Regions from separate parts of the Mus musculus genome. Here region 2 is linked to region 1. A link is a contact called in public promoter capture Hi-C data. All regions are on one chromosome and are shown on one strand. The core of a region is the stretch at or near the end of the contact, and the rest is flanking DNA. Distances in the headings are between cores, read along the strand shown.

Region 1 (4,117 bases), core at 633-3,132:
TATGATAAAAATTTCAGAAACTATATACTCTGGAAATATTTTTCAAATCAGTAAACATAGAAAATACAGATGGAAAATATTTATAGATTTGAGGAAAAATCATTCATTTGACCACAAGACAAAATTTCTTTTTTTTAAAGCCATCTTCAAAAATGGGGAGTCTTCCCTATCTTGTGCCCCTCGCCCCCCTTTTTAGTGTGCTGAGAAGGTCCCCACCCCAAGAGTGTAGAAATGACATGGGCAAAGCACAGGCATCCATGCGTGAGAGGTTTGTGATTGAGCCAGGATTCGGCCTGGTTTGACTCCTGGAGCCATGCTTTTCAGGACACCTCTGTAGATGACCTGTCCTGGTCACTAGACTTCAGCATATTCGTAAGACGATGAATATTGACATGTCTCTAAATAACCAGAGTTTTTAATCGTCACTGTTACTGATCGTGCCAAGTGCCTCTGAACAAGAACTGAGCAGAGAAGATTCCAAACTGATGCTCAGTGCTTGAATAAATCATCAGCTCAGACCCAGCTTGCATGGCTGGGAGCAGCACTGGGGTCTGTTGTTACCTGGGAGGCATTTGTGCAAATGCTGACCTTGGGTGGTGCTGTGCGAGACCCTAGTGCCTCCGATGGACCCTGCCCATGCCATGCTGCTCTCTGCCCTGGGGAGCTCGCAATCCAGCACGTAGGCCACAGTTAAAATAAAGGGAAGCTGTGGAAAGCTTTCGAGGCCAGGAACATTCAGGAGGAAGGTCTGTAGGAAAGTTCCCCTCCTCTGGGAGGTGTAAATAGATGCCTCTCTTCAACCTCTGAGTAGAGATGCCAGATAAAATACAAGGCACCCAGTTCAATTTGAATTTCAGATAGACAAGGAATAATTTTCAGTGTGTGTTCTGTGCAATATTTAGGGCATACATATGCAAAAAAATATTATTTGTTGTTTACATAAAATTCAAATTTAGTGGGAAATCCCATTAGTTTCACTTACTAATTCTAACACCCTGCAGACATCACATCGAGACTCTTGACTCGAGTGTCTTCAAAGCACTGATGAATAGGAATGAATGATAAGTGGAGAGTGGAAGAGAGGGAGAGAAAGAGACAGAAAGAAAGAATGAAAGCTGGAAAGCTGCCAAGTAAAATAACTAGATTCTGGAGAAGAAGAAGCAAAAAAAAAAAAAAAAAAAAAAAACGAATTCCTAAAACTGAGGTCATAGAATGGAAAATATCTGTTTCATGGAGTCTTGAGCCTGAATATTGGCCGGGCCAGGGGGCAGAGAGAGGGAGGGAGGGAGGGAGGGAGGGAGGGAGGGAGAGGGAGGGAGGGAGGGAGGGAGGGAGAGAGAGAGAGAGAGAGAGAGAGAGAGAGAGAGAGAGAGAGAGAGAGAGACTGTTCTTTGTATCTGTGCGGCTCCACTTATCCAGGAAGGGAGGAAGTGGAATGTGAAGATCCTGAAACCCTGGGACTCGGTTTATTAATTGCAGGTTTTGTCTTTCTTGCAAGATGCTCTGCCAATTGGATAGCAAGGAAAGGTACTAAACTTCAGCTCTCATTTCTAAGATGCCCTTGAAACTTCGTGGATAACTTTTTATTTGTCTTGTGCTAAAAAGCAGAAACTGATCTGACACTTGATATGGAGAGGAATCTGCACTGTTTGAAAAACACAGATTGGCTGTGAAGCGAGAAGATGGATTTTTCTTTCTTTCGGGTTAAAAATATTAACTGACAGCTCGGGACTGTTTGCTTGTCCTTTATCTCTAACCAGACAAAGTACTCTAACCAAGAAACCTCTTGCCTTCATCCTGGGCACGTCACAGACTTGACGCTGTTCCTGGGAGATGGAGGTGTAACTGTGAGTCGGGGAGAAGGATGGTTGGAATGTGTAGCGCGTTATTTAAATCACGTGTGCTAGGTTCTGACCTGCTAAGCCACAGCTGGATCAAGCCTTAAACAGGGTAAGAGTCATTTCATGTTACTGGTTATCTTCAGTCTTGCAAGCACGGGCAGCTCTGGGTGAAGCTCGGCCTGCCGGTTTGTGCTGGCTGTTGCGCGTGCTAATAATGTGAGGGGAAAGGTGGATGGTTTCTGTCTGTGCCATGAACTACAGTTTAACACATGGCAGCATTAGGATTGTGGCCTCGGCATTGGATCATGTTTTTATTTAGTGTGAGAGACAAGAGTCTGCGTGTTGGAGATGTTTTTCAAGGGCTTCACTTGCAGATTCCTAAAGCCAGGCAACTGCACAGGGGCCTCCTGTTTCTAAGACTTGGCTTCTTCATCTTAGCTGGGAGAAGAAAAGGCTGATGATACATGAGATGGACCAAATTCTTTATAGGCCTTCCAGATAAGATGCCTTCTAATTTCTAAAATAAAAACCATCCTGTCTCTTCTGCCTTTCCTCTTGGCCTACACCTTACAAGCTCTTTTAAAGTAATGGTGTGACTGGTTCAGATAAAGAACCGAGCCATTCTGCCTGCATGCCACTAAAGACTTCAACAAGTTCCCGAAGCCAGTCTCTCTCCTGACAGCCAGAGATAGATGGAAACCTCAGGGACAGGGAGCCACGTGGCTAGCCTGTGGCAGTCGGCAAGAAACAAGTACAGTTTTGAAGGGAGAGATGTCCAAAAACGTTGTCTGGTGAGCCGATGACCAGTTCTCGTGGCACCTGGTTGTGCCCCGACCAAAGAGGAGTTCCTCCATCCAACCTCTTGGCTATGCATCATAAACAGGCTGTATCCCAGACCTCCGATAACCTTTGAAACTATTGCGGCATAGGGAGATGGCTGGGTGGGTATGGTGCTTGCAGTCCAGCTTGAGGGCCTGAGTTCAAATTCTCAGGACCCATATAAAAACCAGGTGTGGTAGCCTACTGGTGAGATACACTGAAGTGGGAAGATCCCTGGAGCTCACTGGTTATCCAGGGTAGCCAGAAGAGTGAGCCCCAAGTTCAAGTTCAGTAAGAGTGATCCTGTCCCCAAAATAAGGTGGAGAGTGGAAGATACCCACCTTCAGCCTCTGACTTCTGCTCTCTCTCACACAGGTGCACATAGCCATTCATGTACCCCACCCCACCCCCACACACACACACACATATACACTGAATGGAATAAAATGAAATACAATAAAATAAAATGAAATATTAACAAATCAAATCAAAATTAATCAAGATGTCAGTGGTGGCACATGCTTTTGGCCTTCCTGCCTCAGGAGGCTAAGGCAGGAGGATTGCTTTGAGTCTAGGAGTTAAGACACCAGCCTAAACGTAGAAAAATCCCATCTCAAACAACAGGTATATTATTTCCTGCTCCTGTAATGTGATATGTATTCACAATAAAAAAAAAAATCATGACTAACTCCAATCCCGTCATGCCAACTACTAAAGCTACTGAGACAAGGGAATTGCGTGTTCAAGGCCAACCAGGGCTATGTAATGAGCTCAAGGCAACTAAGTGACATTCTTTCTCAAAATAAAAAGAAGCAAAAAAGGAAAGGAAATCAGCTTAGACACCCATCAGATGATGAGTGGATAGTTAAAATGTGGTAAATATATAATAGAATTATATATTATATTTCTTTTTTTTCCATTTTTTATTAGGTATTTAGCTCATTACATTTCCAATGCTATACCAAAAGTCCCCCATATCCACCCACCCCCACTCCCCTGCCCACCCACTCCCCCTTTTTGGCCCTGGTGTTCCCCTGTACTGGGGCATATAGAGTTTGCAAGTCCAATGGGCCTCTCTTTCCAGTGATGGCCGACTAGGCCATCTTTTGATACATATGCAGCTAGAGTCAAGAGCTCCGGGGTACTGGTTAGTTCATAATGTTATTCCACCTATAGGGTTGCAGATCCCTTTAGCTCCTTGGGTACTTTCTCTAGCTCCTCCATTGGATGGATTTTCGTATATTAAACCATCCCTGCATCCCTGGAATAAAACCTACTTGGTCAGGATGGATGATTGCTTTAATGTGTTCTTGGATTCGGTTAGCGAGAATTTTATTGAGGATTTTTGCATCGATATTCATAAGAGAAATTGGTCTGAAGTTCTCTATCTTTGTTGAATCTTTCTGTGGTTTAGGTATCAGAGTAATAGTGGCTTCATAAAATGAGTTGGGTAGAGT
Region 2 (4,117 bases), core at 497-2,996, 460 kb before region 1:
CAGGGCCAAAAAAATGGGAATGAGTGGGTAGGGAAGTGGGGGGGAGGGTATGGGGGACTTTTGGGATAGCATTGGAAATGTAATTGAGGAAAATACATAATAAAAAAAATGGTTACAAAAAAAAAAATAAAAAAAAAAAGAAGAAGATGCCCCCACAGACTTGCCTCCAAAAACCCTATGGAGTCATTTCCTTGCTTGAGGGTCTCTCTTCCCAAATGACTCTAGCTTGTGCCAAGTTGACATAAAACTAGCCAACACACCTTGCAATAATGCCACTGGCCAGGGATCAGGCCTTAAACTACATGAGAATCCCGGGGATATTCCAGATGCAAAGGATTCTGGGTGCAGGGATCGAGTAGACCAGCATACAGCATGGGGCTGAGGGGCTGACCTTCAAGCCATAACACAGTGACGCTTGGACTGCATGGCCTTAGCGAAGGAGGAAGCACCTGAACCCAGCTCCTGCCCTCTGTCTCCTCTCAAGACACCACCTTCCTCCACAGGTTCCTGACACCTTAGAGATGTAACCTTTTTCATCTTTTTTTAAAATTTATTATATGTAAGTACACTGGTGCTATCTTCAGACACCCCAGAAGAAGCATCAGATCTCATTACGGATGGTTGTGAGCCACCATGTGGTTGCTGGGATTTGAACTCAGGACCTTCAGAAGAGCAGTCGGCACTCTTAACCCCTGAGCCATCTCTCCAGCCCCACCTTTTTCATCTTAAAGTAGTTTCACTTTCCAGGCTAGGCAGACATTAACTCCCTCACAGGCGTCAGACTTCCCACCCATCTGTGATGCTCTTGTATCCATAGTTGCAGTTGCGTATAGATCCTGTTACTTTACCAACTATCAGAAGGGAGGTGGGGCTCCTCAACACCCTGCCCCCACACCAACCCTGCAAAAGGACTGAGCAGACCACAAGGAGCAAGAAGGGAGAGGCAGGAAGATGAGGCCAGATTGGCAGGCTGAGCCCTCTGAGTGATGGTCCCACTCACACTCAGTGACTCCTAGCTGAGGGTCTAGCAACCACAGCTGCTCCCTCAGGCACTGAGAGGTGATGGGACATTGTAGTCCTGATGGCTCCCCCATTACCACTAAGGTTTCACATTGACTTTTGAATATCTATTAAGATTAACCTCTTAATGTATTCCAAGGAGCATGGCAGAGAGAGAGAGATGTAGAAATCCTGCTTTGGGCATATCTAACTTTCCGGCCTGATGTGTCATAGGCTCGGCCAGGGGCAGGTGAATGGAGGTGGATTTATGTCTGGTGAGAGCCAAAGGCAAACCTCAAAGGCGGCAATAGTGTAGCAGACAGCTTGGGTTTTAATCCAGACTCCGGTTCTCTCTGGATGGGTGGCATTAGACAAGTTACCTGACCTTCCCACACGAGCAGTGTGCTCACTCTGAGTCCTGTCTATGGATTATTAGGTAGAGAGGTTGTCACAGAGTGTCCAGCAAGCATACAGCCCTGGCTCTAGCAGCACAGGCGACTTCATCTTCCCTCACAGGCTCCAGCAGTCAGGAAAGCCATGAGCTCTGCAAACCCTGTCCCCAAAGCACTCTGAGGCCGTGAACTTGCCTTGGCTACAGTCACTGCATTTACAGTGTGACCCAGTCCAGCCCCCCCACCCCCACCCAGCTCCCCCTGCTTCTGACCTGCGGTGGAGTTCTGCAGGCACCGCCAGGCCTGACTGCACAGCTTCCTGAGCAGCAGGGAGGCCCAGCAGGCGGGAAAATGAGAGGAGTGGAGAGTGAGCACACCTGGCCTGCATCAATGGCCACCTTGTCGAGTGGAGCGGCCCTCTGGGGCGGCTGGCTTGTAGCTGTTTTTCAGTCATCACGTCATTGGGCCAGGGTCTGTTTTTCATACTTTCTGTTAGCACAACTCGCATCCAAAAGAACCCATCTCTGACTGCCCTCCTTTCTAACTGACCAAGCTCCTTCACTACACATCTTTTCTTCCCAGCAACATGTCTGTCTGTCTGTCTGTCTGTCTGTCTGTCTGTCTGTCTGCTTGTCTGTTTGCCTGCCTGTGTGTCTCTTTACCTTTCCCCTGAAATTTGTTTAAATCAAGTAGCAATGGAGAAGCAGAAGGCTGGGATGAGGGAGAGGAAGTCCTAGAGTTGGGGGATGGGGTGGGGGAGGACAAATAGATTGTTCTAGAAAAGTCTTTGAGGAGGCCTGTCCAGTCGGGGGTCCTGCCTCTTTTGAATGTTAGCAGCATGCGCCTGACACCTGACCTTGCTAGGAGCCATAATCATGCCAGCTCCACTGCTGTTTGACCATGTGCTTCATCCATTTCAACTAGAGAGGGGTTCAAAGAAGATACCCTGCACAAATGCTTGCTGCAGATGGGGAAGGCTTAACTGCCAGAGGCTAACTAGTCTTTGTTTTCTTTTCCTTTCTTTCTTTCTCTCTCCTTTCCTTCCTCCCTTCCTCCCTTCCTTCCTTCCTTCCTTCCTTCCTTCCTTCCTTCCTTCCTCCCTCCCTCCCTTCCCTCCTCCTCCTCCTCCTCCTCCTCCTCCTCCTTCTTCTTCTTCTCCTTCTTCTTCTCCTTCTTCTTCTTCTTCTTCTTCTTCTTCTTCTTCTTCTTCTTCTTCTTCTTCTTCTTCTTCTTCTTCTTCTTCTTCTTCTTCTTCTTCTTCTTCTTCTTCTCTCTCTCTCTCTCTCTCTCAAAACAGAGTTTGTTTGTGTAGCCCTGGCTATCCTGGAACTCTTTTTTGACCAGAGTAGCCTTGAACTCAAGAGCTCCATCTACCTCTGCCTCTAGAGCGCTGGGATTAAAGGTGTGCACCGCCAAGCCTGGCTAGGGCACACATCTCCTAAGTAAGCTTGGCCCACATACCTGCCCCTTGTTTACTCATGAAAGAAATGTGTTTCTTCCAGTTTCTGTAAAGTGTCTCCTCGTAGGCCCACATGGTTTCAAATGCAGTAAAACAGCCCCAGTTGTTTTGTGTCTGTTGGTTGAAAACATGTTTCAGAGTAGATGAATATAACCCTGATGTGTCTCTGATTACACAGTACAAAGTTTTATAAAATTGGGTCACTTACAGGAATTGTATGCAATGTGACTTGCAAAGAGAATAATGTAAAGAATGCAGGTCTCTGTTTCTGTGGCTGTTGATTGTTCTAGACATGAGCTTCTCCTGTCAAGGCTGCTGGGACATCACATTTTACTGTGCATGCCAATACACAGATCCCGGTATGTTCTCAGGACAGTGTGTATAATATTCTGTCATATAGACACACCATGTAACATTTGTCTCTGGGGTTTGCTTGGCCCAGTCCTCCATGTTCCATGTCCAACTTTTTAAATGAAGACATAGAGCATTCTAGAGTCTAGGCATTTATAGGAGGTTGTAGAGGCTCACACCTCAAAGACTAAACCCCTGGGGCAAGTCACGCAAGGATCTGCACTCAGCGGGTGTTACTAAATTGTAATCCAAAACAGGCTGTCTGATTTACTGCCACAGTACCTGTGTATAGCAGAGTATGCCCAGAACACTCAGGTTCCTAGTCGTCCCTCAGCCTGAGAAATGAAACATAGGTCATTGCAGCTCAGTTTGCATATCATACCACCCCCCCTTCCTCCTCCTCGCAGCCTCTGCTTCTTTCCTCTTGTCCCTTAGTGTATGGACGACAAATGCCCACAAAAAGGCAGAAAGGCAAACAGTTAGCCAGATGCACCTACAGCCTGCGGAGCTGAAGGTCTTTCAGGATACAGGCACTAACATACACGATTATTCCAGTTATGTGTTATGTCCAGTTATGAAAATCATATTAAAAACTCACACCCAAGCTGATCTCTGGTTCCTTGAGACGGTTCAAACAGAAAGCAGAGAAACTAAGAAGACTGAAGATCAAGAGTGTTTCTCCAGGAGTCATGCCCATGGGCTATCTCACAATGGTCTATCCCACAGCGGGACATCGCAGCAAGTCACACTGCTAAAGCCCTGGCTCACAGTCTCCCCTCTGCTGCTCCTTCTATATCTTCCAATCTTTTCCTACTTCTGCCCCATTTAGTTACCTCTTAGCCAGCACAGGACTCATGCTGGCAGATCCCAGCAGACTTTTGACATGACCAGTGTGTGTGGATGGATTCTAACTCTA

Evidence for each region. Promoter capture Hi-C pulls out the DNA fragments that hold promoters and counts their contacts.
Region 2: a contact with region 1 is called in a promoter capture Hi-C map of second pharyngeal arch cranial neural crest. The contact joins two enhancer-like sites. A contact is called at or near these places in 4 of 39 promoter capture datasets (the C10 cell line, cranial neural crest, frontonasal cranial neural crest and 1 more), 2 of 15 datasets of contacts at CTCF or cohesin (large pre-B cells and pro-B cells), 12 of 484 Hi-C or Micro-C datasets (bone marrow-derived macrophages, cardiomyocytes, cerebellar granule neurons and 6 more) and 1 of 115 datasets of contacts at active chromatin or transcription factors (embryonic basal ganglia).

Annotation. Positions count from the first base shown.
Region 1 is chr1:38,302,511-38,306,627 of GRCm38.p6, reverse strand. All of the region lies in intron 8 of Aff3 (AF4/FMR2 family, member 3), which reads left to right. Among named protein-coding and RNA genes, the nearest start is that of Gm16150, 85 kb to the right of the region's middle. Within about 2 kb of position 1,882, at least 13 of the 459 cell types and tissues checked have an H3K27ac peak or open chromatin away from gene starts, as enhancers often do.
Region 2 is chr1:38,758,225-38,762,341 of GRCm38.p6, reverse strand. No RefSeq gene overlaps it. Among named protein-coding and RNA genes, the nearest start is that of Lonrf2, 76 kb to the left of the region's middle. Within about 2 kb of position 1,746, at least 18 of the 459 cell types and tissues checked have an H3K27ac peak or open chromatin away from gene starts, as enhancers often do.